Regions from separate parts of the Sorghum bicolor genome. Here region 1 is linked to region 2. The links are chromatin contacts, called in public HiCAR-type maps. All regions are on one chromosome and are shown on one strand. Each heading gives the region's core, a stretch centred on a gene start, on an enhancer-like site or on the middle of the called end of the contact. The rest is flanking DNA. Distances are from core to core; before and after follow the strand shown.

Evidence for each region. HiCAR-type assays count read pairs that join an accessible place to other places.
Region 1: a HiCAR-type map of leaf shows a contact between it and region 2, with 10 times the contacts expected there. The contact joins the promoter of LOC8070601 here to the promoter of LOC8070589 in region 2. A contact is called at or near these places in 1 of 4 Hi-C or Micro-C datasets (leaf mesophyll) and 1 of 1 datasets of contacts at active chromatin or transcription factors (leaf).

What each region holds. Positions count from the first base shown.
Region 1 is chr4:55,296,378-55,301,730 of Sorghum_bicolor_NCBIv3, reverse strand. LOC8070601 (BTB/POZ domain-containing protein At1g67900) reads right to left here and starts at 2,198. Exons shown (of 4, transcript XM_002452342.2): 1 at 1,953-2,198; 2 at 1,776-1,845; 3 at 328-1,569; 4 at 1-145. The coding sequence starts at 2,011.
Region 2 is chr4:55,080,034-55,085,781 of Sorghum_bicolor_NCBIv3, reverse strand. LOC8070589 (protein NBR1 homolog) reads left to right here and starts at 2,399. Exons shown (of 7, transcript XM_002454062.2): 1 at 2,399-2,699; 2 at 5,055-5,748. The coding sequence starts at 2,619.

The DNA of each region.
Region 1 (5,353 bases), core at 949-3,448, 220 kb before region 2:
GCTCGAAGAAGAGCACCTGCACCACCACGCGCAGCGGCAGGAGCTCGTTCTGCGCCGCGTGCGTGCACGCCTTCTCCGACAGCTTCCGGCAGTTGAGCAGCCGGCACAGCCGCTTTCTCCCGCTTTTGCTCATCTCCGGATGCGCCTGATAAATAAAATTAACCGAAAGACAAAGATTAATACAGCAAGATCAATGCAAACATGCAATGTTTGACCACAGAAGATTATCTTGTCACATATAATCCAAAGTTCAGATTTTTTTTTGTATGTAACCAACCATGGATGGAAATGGAGAGGAGTAATAAAACAGAAAAGAAAATGGGATACCTTGAGGTATGTGTCGACGACTTTGTACACGCCATCGTGCTCCGGCCGTGCGCTGTCTGGCACGGCCTCGGCAATGGCGAGCAGCTTGTCCAGCGGCATGTTGGGGTCCTTGGCCACCTCAATCAAGAACCCGTCCACCAACTTGCCCACCTGCACCAGAGCGCCCTGCGACACGGGTGCGGCTGACAAGGAGCGTCGCGTGCCGTCGAAGCTCACGCTCTCCGCCGAGCGTGACCGCCGGTGCCCGCCCGAGTGCGCCGAGCTGTCGTCGTCGGGGCTCCCGGACAGAGCCAGCGCCGCCGGCGGCGCCGGCGGGACCGCCGCGCACCGCAGCGCGAACTCGTCGAGGATGGCCGACACGGCGTCCACGTCGTACAGCGTCTCGCTGACGCAGGACAGCGACGGGACCAGCAGGTCGGCGACGCTGGCCTCCTCCAGCTGCCACGCCACCCTCCTGACCAGCTCCAACTTGGACGCCGGGGACGCGCTCAGGATGTTGGCGGCCTTGAGGAGCTTGAGCAAGAAGCCGCAGGAGACGGCGTCCCTCTCCGCCGGGAGCAGGCTCACGATCTTCTCGAGCAGGAGGCGGTGCCTCGTGGTGACCTGCTTCACGTCCGTCGCACTGCCTGCGTCGTGGTCGTCGAACGGCTGGTCCGCCGAGAGCGAGAGCCCGTCCTTGGCGACGTTGGGCAGCCACCGCCGCGCGTACGCCTTGAGCGCGTCGCCGACGGTCTTCTCGTGTACGGCGCCCGTGGCCTTGACGGCGACCATGATCCGCCAGAAGAGGTCGACGCCCAGCTCAGCGATGTCGTGCGCCCACCACGGCGACGCCGACGTCGACGACTTAGCCGGCAAGGCCGTGTCCGGGCTGACGATGAGCGCGGCCACGGCGTCGACGCAGCGGGACGTGAGGCCCAGGTCCTCGCAGAGCGGCGCGTAGTGGCGCGTGGAGTGGAGCACGCCCAGCGCGTCCTTCCACCGGCGGAGGAGGCACGACGCGAGGAACGCGTCCAGCTTGGCGGCCAGGTTGCCCCTGTCGGCGGCCTCGGACATCCCGAGGTGCGCCGCCGCGCACCGGAGCGGGACGAGGTTGCGCGCGCTCACCGTGATGGTGATCCCGTAGCAGTACTTGGCGCACGCCTCGAACGCCTCCGCGCCGCCCGGGAATCCCGGGAGCTCGACGACGTCGCCGGCGTCGGCGCACAGCGCTTGCAGGAGCATGCATTTCGAGAGCAGAGGGAACTGCGGCATTCAGAAACAGGACAATGCCAAGAAACAACGAATCTTAATTAGACTTGGAAACCAAGATCGGGGAACTTCATCAGAAACAAAATGACAACAGGCGGTCATCCCATCAGGGAATTTCCCATTTCCCAGACGGAATCATGCTTATAATGAAAACTGAATAATAAAGGGTGGAAATAATCTGTGATTCTTGAGTGAATTACCTTGTGTAGATGATAGATGCAGTTATCGACGAGGATCTGCAGGTCCGTGGCCACCTCCGTGCAGACAGACCTGGACGACGCACGAACGCACAAGGACACCACACAATCAGAACACCACGAACGCACGCACGCAGAACCTGATGGAATGGAAGCGAGATCAGAACAATCACACAGCACCTCACGGAGTCGGCGGTGAAGAAGGTGTCCGGCCGGGTGCCGAGTTTCATAAACTTCATCGTGGCCAGGCCAACCCAAGCTCCCCTTTGTCTCGGTGACCCTGCTAAAACGGGAGTCTGAACCTTTCAGTGGACAAGGAAGAAGAGGGGGTTGGGTTGGTCACAAACACTTTGGCCGCCTAACTTCGTGTAGAGCCCTTGGAAATGGCCCTTTGGTGTGGTGGCTCGCTCTACTTATACCATGGCGAGGTGGTTGGGGCCTTTGAGGGAGGAGAGAGGAGGAGTAGAGGCCAAACAAGGGATGCAACAGTTGCGATATTTTAAGATGCTGCTAATTCCTCAGTTAATATCTTAATCTGAGGTGTCTTCAGATTTTGATCAGGAGTTTGCTGGGGAATATGCGCCGCAACTGCAATGGTCTTACCGTCTTAGTGCTCTCGAGGTCTCTACGAAAATGAAGTAGCTTTTCACTAGGCCTTGTTTAGTTGCAAAATATTTTGCAAAATATGAATAATATCAATTTCGTTTGTATTGGATAAATATTGTCTAATCATGGACTAACTAGACTCAAAAGATCCGTCTCGTCAATTTCGACCAAACTGTGTAATTAGTTTTTATTTTCGTCTATATTTAATACTTCATATATACGTCTAAAGATTCGAGGTGACGGAGAACCTGAAAAATTCCGCAAATTTTTTTGGGAACTAAACAAGATCTATGTTCATTTGAGCTTATCAGTCAAAATCAGTCCACATGAAACAATTTTTTTTCACAACAAAACAGTATTAGCATTAGCTAAAAAAACAGCCAGCCGAACATGAATCAAAGAAGGCTTGGCTGATGCATCATCGGCCTTGAATTGGGATTAGGAATGGACTTGGTGGACATGTGAAAGAGGGACCCGAGTGGCCGTGCAAAGGTCACGATTGCGCTCGATCGGCTCAGAAATGGTAGGATCTTGCAGGGTTTGTGCTGGGGATCGGATGAGCAGGATGGGCTCCGTTTTGCAGGGCCGGGCTGGCACTGGCAACACCGTACCAGAAACCAGTTCTTGCATGTTCTTTGTCGTAGCGTAGTACAATGATGAGCTGATTTACTTATTTCACACTCCTTATATTGTCCACCTTCACTCTAGAGTTTACTGAACAAAAGTTGCAGGCAGGAGTAGGAATTTCAGCTCCACGGTTAGACTAATCGGGGATTCTCTTTATATCGATTACCCCTAGTGGTAGTAGCCTAATCGATTTCATTAGCGTTTTCGGCGTCTTTTCGATTTGTTAGAGGCTAAGGTACTAGGCGGGTGGGCAGTGTACTTGCTTTGTTAAATGGAGTGGTCGAGTGGATCGCCTTTGAACAACTTTTCCTCTCCGCCAATAAATTAAAGACGCAAACGGTGCGTGGTCCGGAGGAAGGAAAACTATTTTGTCAGTAAAAAAAAGGAATTAATCATGTTCGTTTGGCTCAAAAGTTACGATAGCTGTTCGCTGATTCATTTCGAGAGAAAAACACCATTGAATCACAGATAAATTTGACTCATAAGCTCAAATAAATAGGATGCTTATAGGACTACAAATATTATCACTCTTTTTTCGTTTTATATTTAAAATACAAGCTTCAGTTTTTATATATTAGCTCATTTAGAACCGGTGAACTTTTATATTAGCACATTCAAAAAAAATATTAAAACACACGATCTTTTAAAAAGGAAACTATTCCGATTTTTATTTTAATTTCTCGTCGTATTGCCTGAATACGTATCGATGTTTGCCCTTTCTGCCTTTGGCTTACAAAAAGAGAATTTAGCATAAATATTCCTCTCAGCTTCCAGCGCACAAACTTGAGCTAATAAGATAGGTGACCAGCAGGCTTGCAGCTTCTTGGCCAAAATAAAAGTGTATGCATACAATCATGATTATTCTGCATTGTTAACTTCTCCTCATGCATCAGGCTCTCTCTTGTCTCTTGCTACCACTACCATCAATGTATCGGATCAAGAGCCCGCGGCCACTTGGTACTTGCCTCTTTTTAACAGGGGTGTGACCAGAAGATCCGGCCATTTCAGGAATAAAATCGGAGCTCACACTCCCATGTCCGACGTGGCGAGGATCGGAGCTGACCCGGACCTGAGATCTGCTGCCACTGCCAGTCATCCTAGCCCCTAGGGTTTGACCTGGCCGTTCAAGGGCTCAGACTATGCACGACAACATGTTTTGCCGGACCAACTCATCGGTGAACGAGACGAGCGCCACTGCCATGGCGTGCTCCGGTTCACCTTGTCTGCAATGCGGTGAACAGGCTCATGGAAGATCTGTTCAGAATGGAAAATGCAACTGCTGCTGGCAGACAGTATAGTACTACTTCAGTGGCTTTATAAACTAGTACCTACCTGAAGCTTCTCATTGCTGTTAAACTATATATAGTTAGTATACTAACTGTTGAACTGAGGATCTCTATGGGCTACGGATTTTTTTTAAAGTTTGACTAACTTTATAGAAAAGAGTAACAACATCTATAATATAAAATACACATTATATGAAAATATATTCTATGATGAATCTAATAATACTAATTTGATACTATAAATCTTAGCATTTTTTTCTAGAAATTTGGTCAAAGTTTAAAAAGTTTGACTTAGGACAACTCTAGAAATTGACTCTTTCGTGGACGGAGGGAGTAGTTAATGAGAGGGTAGGGTGCCATTAGCGTAGCACCTGTAATGATGCCTACCAGCCCATCCAAGTGGCCATCATTGCAGGGTGGCACGTAGTAGTCCCTAGGCTCCTCCTTTCGCTGCTGCTTTTCCGTTTCTTCTTGGTTCCAGCTTTCGATCTGTAATCCCGGCCCCGATTCTGAATTTTTCATCCTCCAAAATATAGGTCCCCCCACACCCACATAGGGTCCAATTCTATTTATTAAGAGCAAGTATTATAATACAGTCAGCTGCTGGCTGTAAGATTTTTTTTACAACCTTTTTACAGCCCACTCATATAATAGTTAGCTCATCATTATTAATACTTGACCCACTTGGCTGTCTCATAGATTTTCTTGGTTTTTGTGTCTGAGCTGGCTGTAAGCTTACAACCCGCTTTTATTCTCTCTTCTTCTCTTTCCTTCACCTCAGCATTTAGCTGGCTTACAGCCTACTACAATACTTGCTCTAATACGTGCTCTAATACGGCCAGATGGGGGCCATCGTTGTGCCCGGCGATTTCGCTTCCCTCTCCCTTCTCATGAAGAAATGTGTCGAAAGCTTCCACGTGCTGTATTTGAAAAGCTTTGCTTGCCTGATCCAGAGCCCACTGGCGTATGTTATGGAGTTAGCAGACTGCTTATGGAGTGTTTGGTACATCATGGGTCTATTCCTCATGCTAGCACTAATTATTAGCTTATGCGGAATGAGAT
Region 2 (5,748 bases), core at 1,150-3,649:
ACGAATTAACAATGGTCATATGCAATCACAGAAAGTATAGCATCCAGTCCGGTCAACAGAAAAACAAACCAAAAAGAAGTGTGATGTGTAGAATGCGAACCTGCAAGTGTATAGCTTCTCGTTTAACATTCTGAAATGGCCACCAGATAACCTTGCACGCATCTAAGATGTCACCAATCAACAAACAGATTAGTTAGTTCAAAGAAAACAATGAAAGTATGAAACAGGGATAAACCCCATAATGAAACCATATAGATGCAAGTGAGGTTTAAGTGTTTAACAACTCCTGCCATCAAGAATTCACAGTTTGCTAAATTTATCAAGTAGAACCAAATGAACACCAACTGAGAATTTTTTGTGCGAAATGCAGCAATGTACAGAGCATGGGGGCTTTCTTTCATTTAGCTTTGTTTTCTTTTTCTCTGCAGCTTGTTATAATCAGAGATGCAAAAGGACTACCAGCACAATATCACAGAACTGGCCGTCATATACTATATAAAAACACTAATACATTAATCATCACATAAAACACACTTGTTAACACTGACGTCACATACATAGATTCTAAGGAGCCGAGCTACTGATATTGTTTGCAACCCAAACCCGCTACTGCACCACTGAACAGTCCCTCCAACCCAGACATCCGGGTCAGATAGATTACCTTCTCGAGTAGGCTCGAGGTGTTGCCTCTCTTCGGCATGGCGGCGGCCTGGCCAGCGACGTCCTTGCGCCGCCGCTTGACTGGTGGGGACGCCGGCGTTGCGGGCGCAGCCGCTGGAGGAAGCCCCTTCTGGGAGGAAATCCTTTTGCGATTCCGGACGCCTCCTCGCCGGCGCGCCGTCCGACTCTTGCGGTGGATCCATGGGAGCGGGTCAGCGGGAGGTGGCTGCGCCGAGCCGCGAGGGCTTCGGAGTCGGAGTTCCGAGCTCCACGTTTTCGGTGGGGCTGAAATTTTTTCGAGGGGATTTCGGCGGGGCTGATGCTGCTGATGATACTGGGCCGGATCACCTTTGGGCCTGTCAGCTGTTCTATTTTGCAGCTGCTTGGGCTGCAAATAGCACATGCGATCGGGGCCTTTGGGCCTAATGCCGTTCCATTGGTGGGCCGTTTAAATGTACCTTTATTAATTTTTGCAAAAAAAAACTCTAACCAGTATGATTGTATGAATATTCACACCAACAAATGATATGTTGCTCAAAAAAAATCAGCAAATGATATTCACATTGCATCGGGCCTAGCCGTGCGCTTTCATCGCTGCTGTCCACGACGGCGACCTGGAGGCGTGGTCAATTGCTTAGGGCCTGTTTAGATTGGGGATGAAAATTTTTTGGGTGTCACATCGGATGTGTCGGAAGGATGTCGGGAGGAGTTTTTAGAAACTAATAAAAAAACAAATTACATAGCTCGTCAGGAAACTGCAAGACAAATTTATTAAGCATAATTAATCTGTCATTAGCATATGTGGGTTACTGTAGCACTTAAGGCTAATCATGGAGTAACTAGGCTTAAAAGATTCGTCTCGTGATTCTCAACTAAACTGTGTAATTAGTTTATTTTTTTATCTACGTTTAATGTTACATGCATGTGTCCAAAGATTCGATGGGATGGATGAAAAATTTTTTGGCGGGGAACTAAACAGGGCCTTAGCCCAAGCATCCCAGCAGCTCGCCGTGCCCTTGCACGCCAAGAAAAGGCTCTTGACACTGACACGCATCGTCCAGTCACGCCAAATAATAAATGAGGCCTCGTTTAATTACACCAAAAGTTTAAAAAATCTTCAAAATTTCTTATTATATCGATGTGATATATATAGAGTATTAAATATAGATAAAAAATAATTAATTATATTACTTGCCTATAATTTATGAGACATTTTTTAAAATTTAATTACGTATAATTAGATAATAATAATTATTAAATATAAATGAAAATGCTATGGTGAAAAAAAAAGGTCGGCGTGAGCCTCTTCTCTCCTCACCGTCTCGGCGACAAACTACCAACCGATACAGGTGACAAAAAAAATCAAGGGGCCCACTCACCAGTGGGTCGTAGGCAACGCACGCGGTCCAGCGGGCGAGGAGATCCTGACTTGCGCCCAAAGAAGATGCAGGATCCTGGAATTACCGGAAGTTTTCTATTCCACGACCTTATCCACATACATGTACCATCACTGACACCGAGCCCCACATGCGGGTCCCGCCAAGACAAGCGGGCTGAATAGGACCCCCAGCAGATTCGAAATTCACGGGCAGGCCCCTGGACCCCGGGAAAGCGAGCGGTGGTTCCGTCACTGACGTGCGGGGCCCTGCGCAAGCCGCACCGCCTAGAGAGCTAGAGGGTATCTCTTCGCGTGGAAGCAAACGAGGCGTGATAAAGAGGGGCTCCGGTGTCCCGGCGTTGCCCGCATCGACACTCGACACGCACCGCCCCCGCCACCACCACAAGCTGCGGCTCACGGCTACGCAGCCCGCTCTCCCGCGACTCCCCCGTCCCCTCCTCCTCCTCTCCTTCCTACTAGCACCTAGAGTTTCGCCCGAATCGATCGCCGACTGACTCCGCTAGGGTTCGGCCCGATCGCCACTTCGTCCTCCCGGCTCCCGCGGGGACCCGTCGCCGCGATGTCTGACCGGAGCTCGTCGGCTGGGCCGACGTTTTTCCCCTTTGGCCCGCAGGCCGAGGCGTGGGACGTCACCTTCAAGGTGAGGCATCCGACCGACCGAAAAAACTTGTGTTTCGTACTTTGTTCCTCTGTGATATGTGGACGGTATTCGGTAGTGGCGCGAGGTGCGGGAAACCGCCTTAGTTGTAGTTTGTAGGGTTTGATCGATTTGGGGAGGCCGGGGGGTTGGGGTTTCTGTGTTGAATCGTCAATCAGTCGTAGGAGTAGTGCGGATTCAGGGTTTGATCGACGGGAAGAGGGGTTGTCAGTACTCTTGGTGTGGTTATAGGGTGGTTCTAGGGTTTTACGACTTGGGTTTTGGATTTGTTTGTTTGTGTAGGTTCTTCTCTTCTCGGGGAGTAAATTTAGGAGGGACCATGATGAACACGTATTTTGGTCTGTGGTGGTGTGAAATCATGATGGATATCGGATCTTTTTCTGTCGCATTATTATATTATATAGTAAAAAAATCGTGAGGATGCACCTATATCTATTTATTTTTAACCCTTATTAGGGTATTCTCGGTACGAAGTGATCTTTGAATCACACTATCAGACTGTTGTAGATGAGATCCCTTCTTTTGGGCTTTTAAAATAGCAAGAAAAAGAAATCTTTTGGGCAAGTTAAAGCCGTGTATTATTCAGAACGAGATCTGTTTATCCTTTCTGATAAGATTGATGTTCTGGTCCAGAACATGGTTGTGTAGATCTTCTAATTTATAGTGTGTTTGCAGTAATGTTTGTGTAGTTTCTCTGTGTGCATTTTCATGAGAAATGAAGGGGATCCTAAGGTTTGTTATTACCAACAAGTAACATTTGTAGCACTTGCTTCTATCCTTCCGTTTGAGCATAGATTTCGGTCATGTAATTGTTTCATCAAAATAATAAGGTTGAATAGCATTGCACACTACTTCCCAGCCCTATGCATGCTAGTTGAACACTGTTGGTCAATATATTTGCTGGTGCCCGTGTGATTGTGTTGACTATTGTGCCTCATATGTCATATTAAGTTTTAATATCCTTCATTAGACAAATTTATTTCATTTGTATGATTCCATCATTTAATGGCTTGTTTGGAACTTTGGATGCACATGTATTTACCTCAATACACATATGTTGGAGTGGATTGGGGTGGAACTTAATTTCCAATACACATAGATTGAGTGCATCCAAACAAGGCCTAAGCTCGCTAGACAGTCCTTCCTTTGCATACCCCTCTATGGTCAAGCCTACAGCCCTACAGTTTTACTCCTTCTGTCCCAACTTATAAGGTGTTTTGTCTTTTCTGGATACATTGTTTTTACTATGATATATCTAGACATATTATATATCTAAGTATACATAACAAAAGCATAAATCTAGAAAAGCTAAGACATCTTATAATTTGGAATGGAGGGTGTATATGTTTATCTAGATTGTTCTTACGTATTGTTCTTTTTATGTTTTTCAAAACATGGTCGGTTAGAGTTTTTTTGTTCCTACATGTACCCTGACTTATAATTTGTAGAACTTGCTTCTTTTCTTCTGTTTATATGAGGTTTCGGTCATGTAATTGTTTCAAAATAATAAGGTTGAATAACATTTCACACTACTTCCCAGCCCTACACATGTTTGTTAAACACTGTTGGTCGATAAATTTGCTGGTGTCCGTGTGATTGTGTTGACTACCGTGCATCATACGTTATAGTAAGTTGCCCTTCAGTTAGATGAATTTGTTTCATTTGTATGATTCCACCATTTAAGGGCTTGTTTGGAACTTTGGATTCACATGTGTGTTGGAGAAATTAAACTAAGGGGCTGTTTGGATACCAGAATCAGATCAGTTTCTCTAGAATTGGTTGAAACACAGAAGGGTATGGAAAGGAAGGACAGTTTAGTGAAAAGCAAAACGTCTGGATACATTGTTTCTGGTGCATAGCAAAAGCTATGTATCTAGAAAAGCCAAGACGTCTTATAATTTCAAATAGAGGGAGTGTATGTTTACCTAGGCTGTTCTTAACTGTTGTTCTTTTTATTAGTTTCAAAACATCTGATTAGAGCTTTGTTCCTACACAGGTTTGTCCTAACTAATTTCTGTTCCCACTAACAGCTTAGCCTACCATGGCTTGCTTGGGACTAAAAAAGACTTTGTTGGTGCTAGAGAGCATAGGTCTCAGGAGTTCAAATTAACAAGCTTTTGTGTCCACAACTTATCTATGATTTATGTTCTGTCTTAGGCTAATTCTCATAGCACTGTTTTGATGTTATCTTCTGTTATTATTATTATTATTACTAATTTATTATTACTACTACTACTAATGTTTGCAAAATGATTCATCTTTTTATTAAGTCCTGTGATATATGAGTCTCTTTCGATTGCAACTTATCAGATATTTTCCTTTTTGATATTTAATCAGGTCAAATATGGTGATACTCTCAAAAGGTTTTATGGTTGTGCCAATGGGAATCATTTTGACATGAATTTGTCTGCTCTGCGGGCAAAGATAGCTACTGCCTTTAAGTTTGGTTCTGATGCTGACTTCATTCTGACTTACACTGATGAGGATGGGGATATTGTCATGCTAGATGATGATGATGACTTGCGTGATGCAGCTCTGCGTCAGAAATTAAACCCTCTGAGGATTACTGTTCAACTGAAGAAAAATCAACCAACTGATAAAAAAGATGTCTCTGCACCTGTGAAACCCATTACTCAGGATTCACTATCCCAGATAATGTCAGCTATTGAATTTTTGAAGCCTGTCCAGGAAGATAGTCTTGCTCATATAAAATCAGCTATTGGTGAAGCAATCAAGTCTGTCCCAGAGCCAATACCTGATGCCCTTGCAAAACTTTCTCATGAAATACTTGATGCAGCACCACCACCATTAGCTGAGTTGATGAAACCTTTTGCACAATTGATGGCACCAAACAATAATGGCAATGGGCCATCTGATGTGCATGCTGAGGGGTCATCTACCTCTTCCAGTGGTGTGACACAGACACCGGCGCCGGCACCGGCACCGGTGCCGGCCGAAGCTAAAAATGAGCCCAAAGTTACGCCAAGTTTGGGTCTTAGGGCTGTGTTCAAGGAGGCTGCTTCTCCTGTTC